Linked DNA regions of Urocitellus parryii: region 2 is linked to region 1. The links are chromatin contacts, called in public Hi-C maps. All regions are on one chromosome and are shown on one strand. Each heading gives the region's core, a stretch centred on a gene start, on an enhancer-like site or on the middle of the called end of the contact. The rest is flanking DNA. Distances are from core to core; before and after follow the strand shown. Region 1 holds the start of Hormad2 (HORMA domain containing 2). Region 2 holds the start of Castor1 (cytosolic arginine sensor for mTORC1 subunit 1).

Region 1 (5,309 bases), core at 401-2,900:
CAAAAAAACAAATGCCGAATATTTTCTCTGATATAAGGAGGCTGACTCATAATGGGGTAGGGAAGGGGAACATGGGAAGAACTGATGAAATCTAGATAGGGCAGAGGGATGGGAGGGAAAGGGTGGTTAGCAAGGATGGTGGAATGTGATAGACATCATTATCCAAAGTACATATGAAGACACAAATTGGTGTCAATATACTTTATATACAACCAGAGATATGAAAAATTATGGTATATGTGTGTAATAAGAATCATAATGCATTCCACTGTCATTTATTTAAAAAAAAAAACTTCATCAACCCTAGCCAGAGCAATTAGGCAAAAAAAATTAAAAGGATATGAATAGGAAAAGAAGACCTCAAACTACTCCAATTTGCCAACGATATTCTATATTTAGAAGACCAAAAACACTGTACCAAAAAGCTTTTAGAATTCATAAATAAATTCAGCAAAGTAACAAGATAACACCCATAAATCAATTGTGTTCTATACACCAGTGATGAATCAGCTGAAAGAGAAATTAGGAAAACTATCCCATTCACAATAGCCTCAAAAAAATAGTGGGAATTAATTTAACAATAGAGGTGAAAGATCTCTACAATGCAAACTGCAGAACACTGAAGAAAGAAATTGAAAAAGGTCTTAGAAGATGCAAAGACCTCCCATGTTCTTGGATAGGCAGAATTAATACCATACAGATTTGATACAATTCCTATTAAAACTCCAATGATGTTCTTCACAGAACTAGAAAAAGCAGTCATGAAATACATTTGGCAAAATAAGAGGCCCAGAATAGTCAAACTAATCTTTAGTGAGAAAAGTGAAGCAGGAAGCATCACAATACCAGACTTTAAATTATAGTACAGAACTACAGTAACAAAAACAGCAAAATATCTGCATAAAAATAGACACGAAGACCAATAGAACAGAAGACACAGAGACAAACCCACACAAATACAGTTATCTTATACTAGATAAGGCACCAAAAACATACATTGGAGAAAAGATAGCCTCTTCAATAAGTGGTGCTGAGAAAATTGGAAGTCCATATACATTGGCTGTGGCTCTCAACACATATACAGTAAATGAAATTTATCTCCTATCTTTCACCCTACACAAAACTCAATTCAAAGTAGATCAAGGACCTAAGTAAGCATTAAACCAGAGACCCTATGGCTACCAAAAGAAAATATAGGCCTGCATCTCCATTATGTTGTCTTAGGAACAGACTTCCTCAGTAAGACTCCTAGAGCACAAGAAGTAAAATCAAGTATCAATAAATGGAATGGTATCCAACTAAAAAGCTTCTTTGCAGCAAGGGAAACAAGCAAGAGTATAAAGAGAAAGCCTACATAATGGGAGAAAATCTTTTCCACCTGCACCTCAGAGCATTAATCTCCTGGATATATAAAGAACTCAAAAAACTTAACACCCAAAAACAAATAACCCAATCAATGAATGGGCACTAAATAGGCACTGAATAGGCACTTCACAGAATAGGCATCGAATAGGCACTTCTCAGAAGAAAAAATATGAATGGTCAACAAATATATAAAAAAATATTCAACATCTCTAGCAATTAATGAAATGCAAATCAAAACTACACTGAAATTCCATCTCACCCCAGTCAGAATGGCAATTATCAAGAATGATAATTGTAACAGTAAGTAACAGTAACAGTAAATGTTGGCGAGGAAATTGCTAGTGGGACTGCAAATTGCTGTAACACCATGGAAAACAATATGAAGATTCCTCAGGAAACTTGGAATGGAACCACCAATTGACCCAGTTATCCTCAGCATATACCCAAAGGACTTAAAATCAGCATATTATAATAACAGCCACATCAATGTTTATAGTAACTCAATTCACAGTATCTAAGCTATTGAACCAACCTAGATGCCCTTCAACAGACGGATAGATAAAGAGAATGTAGAATATTACTCAGCCATAAAGAAGAATGAAATTGTGGCATTTACTGGTAAGTGGATGGAACTAGTTACTATCATGCTAAGTGAAATAAGCCAATCCTAGAAAACCAAAGGCCAAATGTTCCCTCTGATATGTGAATGCTAACACATAATAAGGAGGGGGAGGAGGGAAGAATAGAAGCATTGGATTACACAAAGGGAAATGAAGGAAAGGGTGGGGGATGGAAACAGGAAAGAGTAGAATGAATCAGACATAACTTTCCTGTTATATATGAGTACACGACCAGTGAAACGCCACATCATACACAACCACAAGAATGGGATCCTAATTAGAATAAATTATACTCTATGTAACTATCATATATATATCATATGTAAAATTTTTTAAATCTTTTTTTGGAAAGTGGGGTACCAGGGATTGAACTCAGGGACATTTTACCACTGAGCTACATCCTCAGCCCTATTTTGAATTTTATTTGGAGACAAGGTCTCAATGAGTTGCTTAGCACCTCACTTTTGCTGAGGCTGGCTTTGAACTCGCGATCCTCTTGCCTGAGCCTCCCAAGCTGCTGGAATTACAGGCATGCACCACTGAGCCTAGCTAAAATTTTTAAAAAATAAAAATTTTTAAAGAACTTCATCAGATTTGAGGACTACTACTTTGCTACACATATAAGATACTTCTGGTGGTCCTAGGGCTGTAGATGTTTTTTAACTCAAGCATTTAATAATAGAAGAAAACTTCCCTATCCAAGTTTCAGGAATTTCCTGTTTCTTTAAGGATTAAATACAATTTTTTTATGTGGCATTCTAGATTTGCTACATCTTGGTTTCTATGTCCTTCTCCCTTTTTATTCCCATTATACCCTGCTTGAACTCTCAGCATCATGATTTCAACCTGATACCTGTGTCCCAGATGTGTCATAGCATTCTTGCTTCCTTGCCTGAACTAATTGTATTCCTCTTTCTTGCCACTTGTTCAAATCCTACCTTTTTTTCAGGACCCAACTAGGTCTCGTTTTGCCTACAAAGCCTTCACTCAGGGCCAGCCTCAGGTAACCAATAGCTCACCTTCTCTTCCTGGAGCCTCTAGTGTCTCTCCATTCATTTACTACTTATTCTCAGCTGTCTGGTATGCTAACTTCTCTTTTATGTCCAAGTCTTTTCTTTTTGATAGGATTGTAAATTCCATGAGGCTACTGGTGTTTTCCCTCCCCCCACTCCTCCCCCCCCCTCTAGTATTGGGGATTGAACCCAGGGTCACTTGACCACTGAGCCACATCCCAGCCCTTTTCATATTTTATTTTGAGACAGGGTCTCCCTAAGTTGCTGGGATTACAGGCATGTACCACTGCGCCTGGCTCAAGTATTCTCTTTATTTTAATTTTGGTTTTATTTAATATTTTACAGATTATCAGAGTAATACATGCTTGTTGTAACAATTGAAACAATACATGAAAAATATTAAACTGTTGAACCAGGCACTATAAGTACTTTATAAACATTAACTCATTTACTCTCAGCAACAATTCAACAAAGTATGTATCACTAAAAAATATTTTTAAGTAGTTGTCACTGTTATCTATATTTTACAGATGATAGAAATAGGTTGCAGAGAAGTAAATATCAGGAACTTTCCACCATACATTGTAAATAAAGTTTTGTTGGAACATAACCTACTCCCATTCAGTTAAGAGTGTCTATATCTTCCTACATGCTAAAATGGCAAAATCAACTGCAAAGCCTAAAATATTTACTATGTGGCCCTTTGACAGAAAAACTTTCTGACCTGTGACCAAGACCATACAGTTTGTTAGTAACAGAATAAGGACTAAACCTGACTCTTTGACTGTACTGTCCATCCTCTTAATCATTTTACTATACTCCCTTATTGTTATCCTTCTACCCTTAAATCACCCTCTGAGGTTATGCTGTTAAGAACTTCACCTGCTTCTTTCTACACCTTTTTCCTTGCTTATACAAATGTGCACAATTATCTGTGAATACACACACACACACACACACACACACACACACACACACACATGCACACACTTATTCATGCCTAAATGAAAGTTATCTAACACATGCATTTTTTTTTTCTCTAACGGATATCACAGGAACTTAGGAATCAATCAGCATTTCCTTATGCTTGGGGCCATTTTAAATAGCAAAATCATAAAAGGAAGCCCAAAAGAGTTAAATAATTGGGCACTAAATAGACTAAAATAAGTACACATGTTTACAGTATGATAGCTGAACTGAGAAGAATGAGAGTGGCTTTATTTCAGCTATCATACTGTAAACATGGAAACGTGAGCTTCAGATGACAAATTTGTTGCTGCCCTATGCATATCTGTAAATGATTGCAAAAATGAACAATTGTTGGTTCTGGATTTACAAATAAATTGGAGTGAGTAAGAAAGTACACAAATGTGCAACCTACTAATAACAAGAATCGAACCCAGTGCCTCACACGTGCCAGGCAAGTGCACCTCTGCTGACCACAGCCCCAGCTCCTTTTTCCCCCTTTTGAGATGTTGGGGATTGAACCTCCCACATTAGGCAGTGCTCTAGCACTGACTACATAATATAATGCAATATATTTCCATTTATTACCTCTAAATGTATCAAATTTGAAGTAAAAAAAATATCTTTCTGTCCTAGCTGTGATAATAGTATAGTTGGTGGGATGAATATATTTAAAAATACTAATGTTTTTCACCTTATTTTTTTCTAGGAAACAGTTTTTCCATCCCAAATCACTAATGAGCATGAGTCACTGATAATGGTGAAGAAACTTTTTGCTACTTCTATCTCATGCATAACATACCTAAGGGGCCTGTTCCCAGAGAGTTCTTATGGAGAACGCCATTTGGATGGTAAAAATTAATTAAAATGGTTGCTTTGGTTGTTATAGCCATTTTCTCTATTTAGCAAGAGTAAATTCATTTCTCACAATGTACTAATTGCAACTCATGGGTCTACAAGACTAAGTTGCTAATCCATTTTCCATTTTAATTTCACTATTTTAGTGGTTTTTCTTAAAAGAAACATTAACTTCTGACAAGTTACAAGTGAAAAAAATATATATGTATGGACAAGCGTAGTAGTATTTCTAAGCTATCCCTGTAAAATAATAGCCAGAACAAAATCTGAATGCTAAAGATTCACTTTAGTCTTCACCTTATTTGAATTTGTTCTTTGAGGAAGTTCAAAGGAATCAGGTGAAAAACTCTTCTCCCTATTAACATATATAACTATGCTGGGGGGAAAAAAGGCAAATCTATTTGTTGATTATTATGGATATTTATTTATTTTTTTTTTATTTTTTTTTTATTGGTCGTTCATAACATTACATAGTTCTTAATACATC
Region 2 (5,789 bases), core at 2,257-4,756, 170 kb after region 1:
GGCAGGGCACCCCCATCTGTCCCTATCCCACTGTGAGTCCCTAGGGCAGGTGTGCATTTAGACCTCAAAAGTCTGGTGCCCTGCCTTCTCCCTCCCCAGGCTAGCATAGGGTCTGTTGCCCACCTAGAATCAGGAATCATACTTTTTTTGTGTCTCAGCATCCATGACGATAGAGATGTAGCCCTCAATGAGGGAGAAGGCGAAGAATTGGATGGAGCTGGGCTCAGGACTGCCTGGGGCCACTTCCTTGGGGGCACTAGGGAGGGACAGCAGGGTCAGGGTTTCTGCCAAACACCCAGCCCACTCTATCTACTTACAGTCAATCTCTACTGGGAGGTGCTGGTGGGGATGGGGTAGGACAATAAGCCTTGTCCATGCTGAAGATGAAAGACCCCAGAGGTAGAGGATCTGAACAGGGAATGATGGGAGTGGCTCTGCTGACCACAGGAGAAGGCTCTAACTTTGAGGTTAAGACCTTCCCTGAATATCAGTGAAGGGCATGCGGAAACCATGGGCTGCCAGGAACCCTGAGACACAGCAAAGGGAACAGGGTGCAGACGAAGCAGATAGGACAAAGGTGAGTCAGAGTGAAGGAAACAGTGGTGTGAGGACAAAGACCAAATGTACACACAACCCACCTGTGAGAGTAGAAGAGGACATCAATGAGGGTGGTGGCGATGGCTGGCAGTGTCTCAGGGTCCAGTGTGAGAACACAGAAGCGGTTCTGTGGACTCTGAATGGGATGCACTGTGGGGCTGGGCCCTGCTTGAGGTGGACAGGGCGCCAGATGAAAAGGCATTCACGGGCTGGGGCGACCCCTGATGGTCAGTCTGGGAATAACCCCAGGCCGGCTTACCTCAAACTCCAGGAACCAGCCTGGGACCTCCCACTCCTCCTCCCAGCTCAAGAGGCAGTTAGTGTCTGCTGGTTTTCCCATGCTCCCAGACCCACCAGCATAAGGGAAGAGCCCCACTGGAAAGTTTAGGTGTCAAGAGGCAGACCTCACCATGCTGGGCACGAGGAAAGCCGTTGCTGGAATCATCCCTGGCAACAGGTACAGGCTCCCCACCCACTTCACGGTAAATGTCGAACTCCTGGGCCAGAGTGTGGATCACCACAGACAGGTCCTGCTCCCGCACCTGGGCCATAGGCATATGGCACATCACATGGGTCCCCCAGGCACCCATGCCCATGCTGCCTTGTGCCTATACCTATGGGAAACTTACCAGGATGAAGTCTGTCTGGTAAGTGGATAGCATCAGCACAGATACATGGTGCTCGGCCAGTGGCGTGATGACTGAGCGAGCAATTTTAGTGACCCCAGCAGCCTGCACTGCTGCACCACTGTGCGACGATACATTCATCACCAGCCAGGTGGCTTCAGCCACTTGCAGAAATTCCGATGGGGGCAGCTCTGTAGTAGGAGGCAAATGCCTAGTAAGGGCCTTCAGGGCTAGCCCTACCCCTTTCTGAGACTTAATTTCCCTGTCTGTGCCTTGGAGGGTCAGCAATATATAGGCAGGTCTGGAGATGAGAGCTGTCTCCCCCTAATGCTGCAGAGTAATACCCATAGGTATGCAGACTGAGAAGTGCTTTGGGTACTGTGTGTGTGTTGGCGAAGGGGGGGGGTGTTGAACCTTCCCATTAAAGATCTGAACTCCAGACTCAACTAACTGGTTTCAAATCCCAGCTCTGCTAATTACTTGTTATGGGGCAAATGATCTGTTTCCTTATCTGTAAAATGGGATGAAAGTAATGTTTTGAGCATTAACAGAAGCTTTATATCACAAAGCACCACTGGGGGGCGCAAGCAGATTGGGTTAGCCTGTGGGTGGAAGGGCTTTTCCTCGTTTGCAGATCCAGACTTCCCTGAAATTAAGTAGCAACTCGGAACCCAAGGCCTGAAGTGGAGCAGCAAGGAGATAGGACAGCCTCCAGTTGGTTAGTGTGATCCCGGCCTGTAAGGAAGTAACTCTTGCAGAAGTGGGAAGAGACAGCAGCTCCAGGGCCCAGGGAGGGACCAGGCTGGCGGCCAGTTCTGAACAAGGGCCAGGGCCCCGGTTGGCTGCTGTTCCCAGAGGCACAGCCAGGAGGCCCCCAGGACCCTGCCCTGGCTGCCTGCTCCTGCATTCCTTTCTCAACCCTCAGACTCCAGGAGTTCCTAGACCAGCAGGAGAGGAGCTGACGTGTACCCGGGATAAAAGTCCAACAGAAAACAATGCTTAGGGGTTAAAACAGCAGCAGGAACCTCCTTCCCCCACCCCACACATTCAAGTCCGGACCTGTAGCTAAGATACCTGCCCCCCTCCTTACTGGCCTAAGGCAATTAAGTGACCCCTCCCTGACAGTTTCACTTTTATGATACCCTCCTGGGACCCTGCTAGATCACTACCGTAACTATACCCATTTTACAAAAGAGGAAATATCTCAGGGAAAGTGATTTCATCAAGAGAGCCAGTGAGTGGTGGAGTAGAATTCGAACCCAGATCCATCTGCCTTTCAAGGCCCAAGTTCTTGGGATCTGGATCCCAGCATCCGTTAGGAATCCTGCATAAAGGGAGGCATGAGACTAGACCCCACCTTTAAAGCCCTCCTCGTCCACCATGAGCGTGTAATCCTCGGGGGTCTCCGTCAGGCTGAAGAATTTACACCTGGTCGGGAGTAGGGAGGATCTTCAGCCTGGAGTGGAGCACTCCCGGGGGGTGGGGGTGGGGGTGGACTGAGCTCAATTCGTCCCAAAGGACCCCCTGCCAGGCGCCTTCCTGCCCGGCCCCCATCCGCAGGCTCAATTTCCCCTGGCAAAGGGGTGTGGGCCCCATTTCCCCAGGCAAGGGCTGTTGTCCACCTCCAAAACTCCCTCCCCGTAGCCTCCCGCCCCTCCATTACTCCAGGGAGGAGAGGCTCACACCCGAGACAACACCAGGGGCATCGGACCTTGGGCCCCCAGGCCGGCCCCTCTGACCTGATGGGAGGCGTCGGGAAGGAGCTCTCCGTAGTGGCCAGGTAGGAATGCCCCCACTTCACACCATTCGGAGTTAAGCATTTCCCACTCCAGGCTGTTTGCGCCTTGACTGGCCCTGGGATGCAGCCTCCGGGACCGGATAGGCGGCGGTCCCCGGGAGGGTAGGCCCAGGCCGGATGGCGGCCGGAGGGGGAGCGCCTGCCTTCCCGCTCCCGCCCGCCTCGCGACGATCCTAATCCTCCAACCCTGGCCGGGAGAGACAGTGAAGAGCCCCCCCCGCCCCCATCGGCGCCCCCGAACCCGGGAGCGCACCGGCTACGGCGGGGCAGGAAGAGCAGCTTGATGAGAGGGTGGGTGTAGAGCCAGAGACCCTGGCGGGCGAGGCTCAGCACCCGCACCCGGTGCTCTAGGATGTGCAGCTCCATCTCGGCTCGCGCGGCCCCAGCCCCGCCGCCAGCTAAACCGAGGCCGGAGGCGGGGCGGCAGGGGTGGCTCCCCGGACTTAAAGGAGCCGCTGTGCGGGACTATACACGCCGCTCACAACACTGCAGACCCGCCCAACAGGGCACTCAGCTGGGCGCCCAGCTACTTGACGGTCACGCCCTTCAAGATGCGCAGCCTATGCAAGGTGGCCACGCCTTCCACACCAGTACTTCACCCAGCTTCTTCCAGCTCTCCGAGCCCCACCCCGGATGGCTCCACCCCTCTAGCCCTAGCTCCCGAATCACCGCTTGATTCCACTGGGCCTGCGTTCCCTGGGCCCCGCCTTGACCGCGCCCCCACCCTTTGGCTCCGCCCTTTCCACCAGCTGGCGGCTGTTTAGTAGGAACGGGTTTGATTCTGTCCTCTGGGGCACACACGTGGGCATTGTGGTTGAGGGCTTTAAGACTAGGAGGGGCCTTGAGACAAACCGGAGCCTGACTGGGAGTAGAATGCTGCCCCCAAATTCCCGGAACGAGATGTAATTAACTCCCAAGAGTGTGATGGTGTGAGGCATTTCTGTCCTTCCTCTTTCTGGCTTCGTGTGAGGCAAAACCTCCAAAGCTGACTGAAGTTGTGGTGACAAAGGCCCCCCCGTTCCCAAAGCAGTGGCTGCCTAGGATTGGTATTGATAATATCCCCTCTCCACTTTGCAAGTGGGCCACCAGGCCTTGGTGGCCCCATTTTTCTCACCCAGTTCCGGAGAAGACTCCCCACCAGGAGCTCAGAGGTAAGGCGAAACCTAGCCACCTCTGCCAGTCGGGTAGAGCACTGAAGATGCCCCAGCTTGAGGTCCCTCAATAAAAATGATACTCAGAAGTGCCTGGGCTAGGGATGACCAGGGCTCTGCAGGGACAGACCCATGCAATTAAGGCTCACAGGATACTTAGACCTTAGGCCTGGGCTTTGAGCTCTGCAGAGGCCTTTCCGGAGCCTGTAGGCATTAGCAGAACCCAGTTGGCCTAAGCACATCTTAATTTGCTTCAGGCCCAAGGACGCCCCCAGAACTGGCTGGCACCCCAGATTCTTATCAGACCTCTGCAAGGTCTAAGACGACCTCAAGGCTGAGCAGGCATCAGCAAGCTCAGGTGGCTTCATGGTAGAGCTGAGCATGCTCCAAGGGGCTTTTTTTTTTTTTTGGCTCAAGCATCCTCTGGCCTCAAACAGAGGGTTTGAACCAAGTGGGTTAAAGTAATACTGAGCAGGCTTTCTACCTGTTCTGGAACCTCCACCACAAGCACCTAGGGATCACGCTAAACCTATTCCCTGCATTCTTGGATTTGTAGGTATTCCAGGAAACTCTGTGCAACCATGATATCCTGGCCTGTCCCCTAGAGAACTGGAGGAAGGAGGAGTGTTTCTCAGACTGAGCCCATCTCACCCAGGGCAGGTGAAGATAGGGTGGGAAAACACAGGGTAATGGGCAGGGGGAGGAAGTGGGTGGTCTCCCTCGAGCCTCCACTGGTAGTTCACCTCCCTAGGCTTCAGTATCCCCAGCTGTACCAGAAAAAGATGTCTCATACACAACCAATGCCTAAAAGCTCACAGGCTCTGCTCCTCCCTCCACCCTCCCCACCCACTATGGCCTGGCTGAGCCTGGTCTCCTGCCAGGAACAGCTCCTATTGTTTGACTGGAAAAGCTGCTTCCTCAGCAGAAGGGGGGGGGGGCCTTTCTCAGGGACACCCTGTCCTCAGCCTTGCCAGTCATCAGTTGTGACCAAATGCCTGCCTGGCCTCTCAGTGGCAGTAGGATCACTAGAAAACTGGTCAGGAGAGGGAGATGAGTGAAGGGATCTAGGTGCCAGTGTGACTCTTCATGTTGGAAGGCAAGGCTCCTTTCCCACTCGGCTCCAGTTCCCTACCTCTCAGGCACACCACACAACCAAGCCTGCCTGCCACAAGGTAAGTGCTCAGTAAACATAAGGCAGCATTTTATCAAGGACCCAGACTTCTCCCCTCACCTGTCTGCCTCTTGACAGAGGTCTGGGCTGAGCATGAGGACATTCATGGTTCCTCACCCCTGGTGCCAGCTCCCAATCTCCAATGAGCACTCAGAAGCTAATCAGGACCTGAAGTGGCATCTGGCTAGGCCTTGGAGGGGAAAGAACTTGAAGCCACCTCTGCAGGAAGCCCTTACCCTTCAATGATTATTAAAAGGGACCTAAGTCCAGGAAATCATAACCCTGCTCTGATCCAGTGGTGGGCTCCAAGCCCTGGTGTCCCTCATCCATGGCAGAGGAAAGGGATGGGGTCAGGGAAGATGGGGCCAGTAAGAGGGGCTGGTCCTGGACTTGGCAATTCCTCTGCCAAAGGTTCTTCTCAAAGAGGATAGTTTTGGGTTAAGAGA

The links. Hi-C and Micro-C count contacts between places; a contact is called where the count stands out from the background.
Region 2: a Hi-C map of muscle shows a contact between it and region 1, with 4 times the contacts expected there. The contact joins the promoter of Castor1 here to the promoter of Hormad2 in region 1. A contact is called at or near these places in 2 of 2 Hi-C or Micro-C datasets (liver and muscle).

The regions. Positions count from the first base shown.
Region 1 is chr3:116,037,118-116,042,426 of mUroPar1.hap1, forward strand. Hormad2 (HORMA domain containing 2) reads left to right here and starts at 1,651. Exons shown (of 11, transcript XM_026408948.2): 1 at 1,651-1,665; 2 at 2,935-2,988; 3 at 4,674-4,815. The coding sequence starts at 1,651.
Region 2 is chr3:116,202,332-116,208,120 of mUroPar1.hap1, forward strand. It overlaps Castor1 (cytosolic arginine sensor for mTORC1 subunit 1), which reads right to left and starts at 3,507. Exons shown (of 8, transcript XM_026408954.1): 1 at 3,275-3,507; 2 at 2,581-2,651; 3 at 1,227-1,414; 4 at 1,007-1,139; 5 at 639-762. The coding sequence starts at 3,387.